2 separate regions of the Mus musculus genome follow, and region 2 is linked to region 1. A link is a contact called in public Micro-C data. All regions are on one chromosome and are shown on one strand. The core of a region is the stretch at or near the end of the contact, and the rest is flanking DNA. Distances in the headings are between cores, read along the strand shown. Region 1 holds the start of Epb41l5 (erythrocyte membrane protein band 4.1 like 5). Region 2 holds the start of 3110009E18Rik (RIKEN cDNA 3110009E18 gene).

Region 1 (5,246 bases), core at 632-3,131:
AAAAGAGACTCACAAAACAGCTCCAGCCCCTGGAAGGCAGAAGCAGAATTGGTTCCAAGCTAATCTAGGAGAGGGAGAGAGAGAGAGCGTGCTCTCTCTCTCTCATATTCTCTCTCTCTCTCCCTCTCTCTCTCCTCTCTCTCTCCCCCCCCTCTCTCTATATATATATATATGTATATATATTTATCTCAAGTTCCAAGCTAGCTTGGGCTGCATGGGGAGACAGGGTCTATCTATCTATCTATCTATCTCAAATTCCAAGCTAGCTTGGGCTGCATGGGGAGACAGGGTCTCTAAAAGCAACTGGAAATATGGGGTTTGGAGTTACAAGTCTTCTAATAACTTTAATTTCTGAGTTTTCAACGAGTAAGTTTTCTTTTCAATCACAGAAATGCAAACTGAAGTGATACATTTCCTATTTAGCCAAGAGCCACTTTTCCACCACTCCAAGTTCATACATACTGACTTGCCAATTGCAAGTGTCAACTGCGCCTCCCTTTTGGCTCTTCCTGTTGCAGTGCTGGGGATTGAACCCTGGGTATCCATGCTTTACACCATAGGGTATCTACAGCCAAGCTAGTGATTTTTTAAAAAAAAAAAAAAACAGTAATATTGAAAACTATAGAAAATGTCCTAAAGTTATCAGTATCTTTCATCCCAGTTACTCCCGCAAAAGAAACTGTAACTAAGAAACTAAACACAGGAACATTGCGCACATCGCTGCCCAAACAAGTTATCCTAACAAGAACAACAACAACAAGAAAAGAAAAAAACAGGTGTGAGCATTTAGATTTAGTTCAGCCTAGCGTTCCAGAACCCGGGTTTGGTTCCCAGTATCGAAAGAAAAGAAAAGAAAAGAAAAGAAGGAAAGGAAAGGAAGAAAGAGAGAAAAAGAATTAGAAGAAGAACGAAGTGGGGGTTGGGAAGAAAAAGAAAATAATGATCCCAAAGTGTTCATTTAGACACATACAAGTTACCCACTGCAGTTAGCAGTGCTCAGTGCCTCAGCTCAGTGCATCTGGGGTGAGCGGAGTTGTGAATTACATTCATAATTTCTTGGTGGGCTTATCTCCAATTCTTAAGGGAAAAAAAAAAAACCATTACTAGTAATTTTGAACTATTGCTAAACAACTTCGGAGCCTGGAGCCTTCTCGCTCTTAAAGCAGAACCCGGGAGACTACAGTAACCAGAGATGGACACAATTATCTTCTACCCACAGGAGAACCCATCATTACCGGACGCGCGCCACGCGTGGGGGCGGGGAGCGCCCTCGGCCTTGGCGGTTCCCGGGAACGCACCTGCCTCGTACGCTTCCCAAGTTTCACTCGACCGGGAGCTAGCTGGCACGTCCTGTCTCACCGATGTCTGCCCACAATCCCGGCGAAGTGACACTCGAGGCGACCTTCCCCTAATCCCACAGCTACGGGGAGGTCAGGGGTGACCAGAGTTTCCCCCCAACAACGCGCGAGACCCCGGCGACGCGCCCGGCCCTCAGCGGCCACCGCGCGGTATCGCCCGAAACTCAGCGCCCAGCCCCATTGGCCGTCGCCGCCACTCCCCTCCCAGCCCGCGGCGTCGCCCGGGGAGCCGGGCCGCCCACCCGGCACGGTCGAGAGCCTCGGCTCAGTGAGCAGGGCCAACTGGACACCCGAGGCCAAACTCTTACCTGTACTCGGGGGTGAACACCGTGAAGCGACGGAGACCACTGCGACTGGGACGCGCGACCCTCGGAGAGAGATGCCCAGCCGGCTAGAGGAGAGGACGGGTCTCCAGAGACACCGAGAAATGGCGGCGCAAGGCGCGAGCCCACCCTGCGCTAATCCCCGGAGGACCCCGGCCGCCCGAGGGCACGCCCCTTAAAGCCCCATCCAAGGTCCGCCCCCCGAAGGGCGGGACGCTCCGCTCTTAAAGGGGCAATGGCACCGCCCCGGAAATCGGCCTCCTGAGACCTGAATTTAAGCTGGCAACACCAGATGGGACTATAGAAATACAGAAAGGCAGTTCACCTTTAATCCCAATACTCCAGAGGCAGAGGCAGAGGCAGAGGCAGAGGCAGAGGCAGAGGCAGAGGCAGGTGGATTTCTGTGAGTTCGAGTCCAGCCACAGCTACTTAGTTACAGGTCAGCCAGGACTACCTAGTGAAATCCTGTCTTTTAAAAAAGATTATTTTTTTCTGTGCGTATATGTATGGGTCAGGGAAAGATATGCCACAGTCCCTGTCTGAGAACAACTTGCAGGAGTATCATGTGGGCACAGGGGACCAGACTCTGGCCTTCACATTTGGAATGAAGCACTTTTACCCACACTGAGCATCTCCATGGCGCTTGGTTTATGTTTTGAATTTTTCACCTTCCTGGTAATATGATTTGAAAATGAAACGTTGGGTTTAAGATACAGTTCAGTGGTAGGGTGTTAGACTAGCACATACCAGGCCCAGGATCCAATCCCTGGCACAGCAAAAATGAGTATTTTCCTATTTTTAATGTAGTCTAGTATGTTTTCTCTTACACAGTTGTTTATTAATTGATCCAGCATTTATTTAAATGTTTCCTTGCTCCCTCCCCCCAAATCCTAGAGATTAAAGCAACCTTTAGTCTGTAATGGAGAAAGAGAACAACTATGTGTCAAGTGGTGATGAGAGCCCTGGAGAGAACGCTGCTGGGAAAGGGAAATAACAGACTGATGCTCCAGGCACTGTGGTCACAGAATGGAGGCCCTAAGTGGCAGGGCGACATTCCATTCATTCATTCTTCAGATAGTTTATCAAAATGCCTACAGCTCTGTAGACCCTGGAGATAAGGCAGATAAAGAAGAAAGACAGGAGTCCCTCAAGGCAATCCCAGCAGTAAAAGCCCCTTGGGGGCTGAGTAGTGAGTTCAGGGCCAGCACTGGCCACATTGAGAGGTTCTGTCATAATTAAACAAGTTATTTCATGGTTTAGCCTGTATGGGAGAGTGTACCTGTCCTCCTTGTGCCTATAGCCTTTGAGGCAGAAAGATCACTTAAGCCCAGGAATTGGAGGCCAGTCTACCTAACACCATCTCAGAAGGAAAAAGAAAATGCTGTAGGGTATAGCTCAGTTGGTAGAGTGCATAAAGTCCTTGGTTCAAAACATGTCTGACTGGCGGTTAGTAAACACCTAGAAAATAGCAGTGGGTGTGGGGTCTGGGAATGAAGGGTTGCAATATAAGCAGGGAGGAAGGCTCTTAGGGCAGTGACAATGACTTCAGACTTAAAGTAGGTGAGGAAAGAGCCCAGTAGACATCCGGGAAGGACATAAAGAGCAAGGGCAAAGGACTGTGTGGAGCTACGCAAGGGCCCTAGTGACACTAAGAGCAAGAAGAGCAGAAGGTCTGGAACAAGGGTTTTATGGGATCTTGCCTGAAAATTAGCGTGTATAAAGGGAGGCTGCAGCTCACTGAAACCAGAATACAGTTTCCGGGGATTTGGCACTGTCCGTGCCTGTACCAACTGCTCCTTCTGTCCCCATGGCGTTGCTAGATTATTGTCAGTTACCAGTGTGGCACCTCAGCTGGGGCCAAAGGAGCAACAGCTGAGTACTACACACAGCTCTATCCATACAGCCTTGTGGTGGAGAGATTAAAAACTCAAATCACCATACCAGGAAACCAGCATCATTTCTGCTGCCTGGTACAGATTTTTAAAGCAAGAGTAGTTTCAAAAAGGCAGGGTAGGCGAGGGGATCTAGCTCACCTAGTAGATGCACACACATACAATATAGTAATTGTTATAAAATGAAATTATGCAACATCCACGTGATGGCATAATTAAGAATGAGTTGGGCTGGTGAGATGGCTCTAGAGGTAAAGACACTTAGAAGCAAGCATGATAACCCCAGCTTCATCCCCAGGACTCACAAGGTGGAGAGAACTGATCTCTACATGAGTGCTGTGTATATATATACATGGTCATTCATGCACCTCAACACCCAAAGAACTTTTTAAACAATACGATAGATGTGAATATGCTACTATGGAACTATCTTACAATGAAACATCAAGTTACAGGCTGCATCATACAATCCCACAAGCATGTTTATGTATACACAAATATACATTTTCCTAGGAAGAAAATATAAGAACTTGAACAGAGGTCATCATTGGTGTGATAGGGCTTCCTATAAAAGATTTATGCAGTTTAAATATGAGTGCTGTCTTCAGACACACCAGAGGAGGGCATCAGAACCTATTACAGATGGCTGTGAATCACCATGTGTGTGCTGTGAATTGAACTCAGGACTGGTGGAAGAGCAGCCAGTGCTCTTTACTGCATAGACATCTCTCTAGCCCCTCTCTTCTTACTTTTGACACAGGATATCTCTGTGTTGCTTAGCCTGGCCCTGAACTCCTGGCCAAAAATGATTCTCCTACTGAAATTTTAAAGTAGCTGGGACCACATGCACAGGTCATTATGTCATTGTACCTCCCTTTGCTATAATGGATCCATTATCATGTATGCACCTAAAACAGTTATTGGCAGTTGGGTGTGGTGGTACAGCCCTTTGATCCCAGCACTTGAGAGGCAGAAGCAAGCAGATCTCTTGAGTTTGAGGCAAATCAAAGCTACCTAAAATGAAACACCTCCCTCAAAAAAAACAAAACAAAACAAAACAAAATGAGAGCTTGTAGTTTTTACTTCTTCCCGTCCTCTAACTTGCAACATGGCAGGCCTGACTGCACCTGGGAAGGTGAGATTCAGGCTGACTTCGAGACATCTTTTGAACAACAATCCCAGTCATGCTCTGGGATTACTGGAGGTGGTGGCTACAATGAGGGAGACTGCAGGTATTTTTTATTCTCTGGGGGTGACAGGGAGATGGCTCAGAGGCTAGAATGCTTGCTGCTCGAGTGTGAGGACTTGAGTTGGGATTCTCAGAACTCCTGTTAAACGCTGAGAACAGGTGTGCTGCAACCCTGTGCTGTGGTGTTAGAGACAAAACATGGCAGGCTTGCTGGCCAGTCAGGCTAGCTGGAACAGTAGGTTTTAGGTTCAGTGAGACCTTGTTTCAAGAAAATCAGGTGGAGATTGATAGAACAAACACCAGATGCCCTCTCCTGGCCTCTATGAGCATTGGTGGCTGTACCAGCACATACACATGCATACACCACACACATAGCACACGCACAAATAGTCTTCAAGTTTCTAAATTCTTTTTAGAATCTCTACTCCCCCCTTCAGAGAAGAGACACCATGTGCACTACTGATTGTAGAAATAAACATCAGGT
Region 2 (5,350 bases), core at 783-3,282, 470 kb after region 1:
GTCCTTGCTGGAACACACTGTGTTGCTATCTCAGGCTATAGCCACTGCTCAAGGCACAGAAAAGACAGTATCATAGACTAAGGTAACCCACAGCATAGTTTCAAAAGCTATACCAAGGGGCTGGAGAGACAGGCCAGCCAGTAAAGTACGAGGGTGTGAGTTTGACTCCCGGAACCCATGTGGGAGGGAAACAAATATAAGGCCACGCAGCAGCCTGTGCTTATAACAGTGCTGGAGAGGCAGAGACAGGCTGGCCCATCAACCTACAATACTTGGCAAAAAAGAAAAATCTGCCCAAGATTTTTGGATAGGGAGAAAAGTCACCTGGATAGGGCAGACTTGGGCCAGCAGCACTTCTGCCTTGCCCCAGGGTACCAGATATGATGTATCTGCTCATCTATTCGGCTTGGGAAAGAGGCCAAGCACTCCATGACCCTGTTCATCTGATGGAAACGGGAGGCTCGAGAAAGCGACTGCTGAGCAACAAGGCTGGAGCCTTTGCTGCCTTCAGAGTAGATGCTGAGATAATCAGTAAAGTCCTTGTAAACCCACACTGACTCTGCTCCCAGAGTCACTAAGAGTTTAGGGAGATGGTCTTTGCAGGTGACAATCTCTCAGCTTAAGGTCTCCATACCAATGTTCTGTCATCACAGCCTGCCTCTGGCAGTCGGAAGGCGAAGTTCTCAGACTCCCGGGCTGCCGAGCCAACTTGGCCCGCTCTGATGAGAAGCTGGGCATACCTGTATTTACATCGCCCACAGTAGCTTGTTTGAAGTGACTGTAGATGAACAGCATCTCTTCATCAGTTGGCTGAGTCTTGAGGCGCTTCACCTCCTCAGCGGCTTTGTCAAATTCAGCCTAAGAGTGAGGGAGAGGGAGAGGAACGAGATGTAGGTTGCCTGAGTGGGAGAGGCCCAGGGATGCCTCCCATATTCCCTCTTCTTGCCAGGATTCCCTAAGGCCCACCTGTCCACTCAAGCAGTTACAGCACTGTGTCAAGTGCTGGGAATAGTTTTGGCTCACAGTGGAAGTGCACGCCCTTGAAAATTTTCTTGCCCAACTAACTGCCTGGGCCACCACTGGCCCAGATCCAACAATTGCTGGGGTTCCAGTAAAGCCCGACCTATGATCAGCGGAGATTGACTGGGCAGTAAGGGGAAACGTGGTGTGATCAAAACAGTCGATCAGAGTTCAGGAGAGGAATGCGGTGGAATCCAGTGTCTGGAGCCAGCTGGTCCCTTCCTACAGGGGCCTGGAGTTCAGCGTTGACCTCTGTCCCAGTGCCCAGATTAGGGAGAGGCAAGTGGGAGGAGTCAGAGATCGCCCTACAGGGCTCAGTCCTCGGTAGTGGTCTCCACTGGAGGGAAGGAAAAGGCTTCTGGACCACCTCACCTACTCACATCTCTTCTGTACAGGGGCAGGCCAGGCACAAGACTAAATACCTTCCCCGACCTCCAGGCTCTTCAGCCAGGGCCTGTATGAGTGCCCCTCTATTCCATTCGGTTCTTCCCAGTGTGGGATTCAATCTTCCCTGTCCTTCCTTCCCTCTTACGCCCCATCTTTCTTTCGAGGACCCTGTTCCTGCTTCACCCAGGAGTTCAGCCCACCGGCAACTCTCTGGCAGTTCCGGCGTGGGTGGCAGTTTTACATATCTGCAAGGGAAAAAGTTCCGCTCCCCAGGCTATGAGCTGGGCTCGGATCCCAGAAGAGCTGCGGGATATCTGAGGAAATAGACCCGGCTGTCCCCAAACCCACAGCATCTTCGCAGCCCGGCGGGGCACACGCAGTACCTGAGACATACTGGTGAGGTGATACGGATGCCGAAAGCGCGGGAGCAAGCTCAGAAGCAGCAGCAATCAAGTCACAGAGCGCACCAGCTAGCGCCTTTAAAAGCACAACCCCGGCGTTCCAACTGAGCTCGGGCGAGCGGCAGCAGCCAATCAGAAGTCGGATCTGCTTTCGGGGGCGTGTCCATCCTAGCGGAGCGCTCCAACCCTTCCCGGACCCAAGAGGGAGTTTATTGCGCACGCGCGGGGAGGAGCCGCGGGGCACGTTGGGAGCAGGTGGGACGCGTTTCGTTTTTTTTTTTTTTTCCGTGGGGGAAGGGACGGACGGGACATTCTCCGTCAGGGCAGTTGGGCAGGAGCTAGCAGGCACTGAGAACGCGTGAAATGGGGTGCTGCGGGAGGAGAGCAGAAATCAGTATGATTCTTTCCCTTTAACTCTCATGCGGATTGGAAAGAGGCCGGAAGTTGCATCGCTGGTTGAGTAAATTATCCGACTAGAAAATGGGATGCCCCGACCCCTTTCGGAAAATCCAGGGAAGAATCCCCGGTGCACAGCGCAATGGTGGCCCGCTGGACCAAGTCCATATCTAGGCCTTTTCTTCTGAACTTCTGGCATATTCTTTGACATTGCCCATACTTGTCGGTCCTGCACCCCTAACGCAGTCTTGTGTTCCATCAGTGCTTTATAAAGGCGGAGACAATGTGATATAACAAACTTGCACAAGAAGAGGTGCCCATCGAGCCTTGGTTAAGTGAATAACTTTTCAAATGGTTTTTAAACACGTGACCTGATGCTTGCCGACTCCTAGACCTTGGACACGCAGCAGAGGACAAACAGACGAATCTTTGCTACTTTGCAGCGTCTTATAGTGGGTTCATAGTTGATTTAGTTTAAAAAGTAAAGAGTTGGAAGTTATAACTGATGTGTGTGGAGAGGGGTTGGGGAGAAGATGCTGTTTGAGCGAGTCCTGCAAGTCGGAAGGAGCATTCTAGCAGAAGCAGGAGTAAGCAGGAGTTACTGTGGACACTGAGGTCTTTGAATTCTTAGTCTCATTAGTGAAATAATTTAAAACTGATTCGGAAGGAAGCTTGAGGACAATTATATTAAAAGTTTGAGGTAAAAAACCCACAGGACAGACAAGCTGAAAATGTTGACATCCACTGGGGAGAGGAGACTGGGGAAAAGTTTTGCCTTTTTTTTTTTTTTTTTTTTTTTTGGTTTTTCAAGACAGGGGTTCTCTGTATAGCTCTGGCTGGTCTCGAACTCAGAAATCCGCCTGCCTCTGCCTAAGTTATGCCTTTTAAGCTAGACACGGAGGTCAGAGAAATTGAGAAAACCCAGAGTGTTAGGGAGAACATGCTTAGGAGTGCACAGCAGGTTCAGAGGGTTGAGTTTAGACGGCATTCAAATCCAAGAATATGTGTCCCGGGACAAAAGACTACAGCGGGGCAATGAGGAAGTACAACTAAGTAAAACACGACAGAGCTGCAGAAGTAAGAACGAAGTAAGCTGAATAGGTGATGGCAGAGGTTGTTCATTTTGGGCATGCAGGCAGTCATTCTGATGGAGTCATGGGGTGGGGAGGGGACTTTTCAACAGAGGTGATGGTGCTATAGGGGCCTTGGCTCCATGGGAGAAGGAGGAAGGGCGACAGCACAAGTGGGCGGGAGGATTTAGAGGGCTGAAAGAACTTTCTGGCAATGGATACAAAGGTGAAAGAGAGGGGTGATAGAAAATTCTCTGGAGGTCATTACAAAAGGGAGATAGTCTCTTCTCACTTCCTAATGTGTGGCCAGAGGCCTGGGCCACAGTTTGCCACCCTGTCTACCTGCCCCCTCATCACAGCTGTAGTGGTTTGCAAAGGCAGGGCTAGGGCTGCTGCTCGGTGCTGGAGAGAGTCTGTCTGCCTAGTATATGTGAGATCCTGGGTTCCATTCCCAGCCCCGCAAAAGTAGAAAACTTAAGTCCGAGCCTTCAGATGTCACCAGCAGCTTCGGTCATGTTTTGTGGAGTGTTTGGGAAGGAGAACTTTAATTGCAGGGAACACAGGTAGATTTGTTAGTTTGTAAGTCACTTTGCTTAGAAAGCAAAAGTAACAAAAATGTTGGAGGTGAGTTTGGAGAAATTGCCTGTGAAGTATAAAAAATGTCGATGTTTTCTTTGTCACTTCTGAAAGAGGAAGTGACTCCACAGAGCTTTGACTGGACTCCCATGCGGTCAGTGGATCCGTGGGCATGTTGCCGTTATCTGTATGTAGTCTGTATGTATGTAGTATGCCAGTCTGTATGTAGTTCCAGGTTGAGTTGTTGGTTGCTTGTAGGAATATAACTCACTTTATTAATTCCAGGTAGTGGTTCCAGATGAGGGTACAAAAATTATTTCAAGGAGGTGAGGGACATGCTGAAGGGTGTGGACCCTTGGGAGCTAAGCTCTCTTGAGCCAGAGGGGACAAAAGAAGGTATCCTTGTAGAGTTTCCCAGGCACCGTGTCAGAGAGCCTGAGGCCATGCTTCTCAGCACACCTTGTGCCTCCTTCCCTTGCTGCTCAGCAACTCTTTGTTGGTGTCTCAGCTATGGGAACGTCACTGCTAAGCCTGCCCTTCGTGCTTCTTCCCCAGGGAGCTAGGATGGCATTTGGAGGCCTTAGAAAAACTTGGTCTATTATTCCTTGAGTGCCTTCCATTTGTTTTGGAGACAGTGACTCCGTTGTCCTCGAACTTACCAAGTAAGCAGGCTAGACTGTCTGGGCCGGTGAGCCCCAAGGACCCTTCTTTTTCTGTCTCCCCAGCACAGGTACTGCATGCCACCATGCCTGACTGTTTTTGCATGGTTTGTAGAAATTGAACTCAAAGATTTTCATGCCTGTGTGGCAAGCACTTTATTGTCTGAGCCTTTTCAGCATTTGGAATTTAATTTTTAAAAGTAAACTGCAGGGATTGGCAAGATGGCTCAGCCGGGAGATCCCTTGCCCTGCTGTCCTGACAATGTGAGTGTAACCCTCAGAACCCGTATAAAGGCGGAAGGGGACAACCAAGTCCACAAAAGTGCTCTCTGACTGCTATGTGTGTGCTGTGTCATGCATGAGCTTGTATGCATACACACAGTCCATGGACACACATGATAAAAAAAAATGCTTTGGGGCAAGTCATGAAGTTTTTTGACTTACAACTTTCTGCAAAACTGGAAAAGGTCATTGGTTTTCATAATCTTGAGTAATGATGGGGTCCTCAGCCTGCTCATGTCCTCATGAAGGACTCTCATCATAACTCTTGTTATGATGTCATGTTTCTACTGTCTGCTCTCTCCTGTCCCTGAGCTAAGGAGAGCAGAGCTCACCATGCACTGGCCGCCTACCATCTCTTCATGCTTGCTCCTCTTAAGAACTCAACAAATCCTTATTGACTGAGTACAGTGCCTGGTTTTTTTTTTTTTTTTTTCTGTGAGATTTGCTCCTTCTGGCTAGGTGTAATGACACCCACTGAGCTCCCAGGAGGAGGGAGACCAAACCAGGAGCATCCCTGAGAGTTTGAGGACAGCCTGGCCTCACACTAAAACCTTGTCTC

The links. Hi-C and Micro-C count contacts between places; a contact is called where the count stands out from the background.
Region 2: a contact with region 1 is called in a Micro-C map of the G1E-ER4 cell line. The contact joins the promoter of 3110009E18Rik here to the promoter of Epb41l5 in region 1. A contact is called at or near these places in 1 of 39 promoter capture datasets (pre-B cells), 2 of 484 Hi-C or Micro-C datasets (the G1E-ER4 cell line and embryonic stem cells) and 1 of 115 datasets of contacts at active chromatin or transcription factors (memory CD8 T cells).

The regions. Positions count from the first base shown.
Region 1 is chr1:119,647,119-119,652,364 of GRCm38.p6, forward strand. Epb41l5 (erythrocyte membrane protein band 4.1 like 5) reads right to left here and starts at 1,882. Exons shown (of 25, transcript NM_145506.4): 1 at 1,667-1,882.
Region 2 is chr1:120,119,155-120,124,504 of GRCm38.p6, forward strand. It overlaps 3110009E18Rik (RIKEN cDNA 3110009E18 gene), which reads left to right and starts at 2,033. Exons shown (of 6, transcript NM_028439.2): 1 at 2,033-2,063. It overlaps Dbi (diazepam binding inhibitor), which reads right to left and starts at 1,942. Exons shown (of 4, transcript NM_007830.4): 1 at 1,791-1,942; 2 at 741-858. The coding sequence starts at 1,799.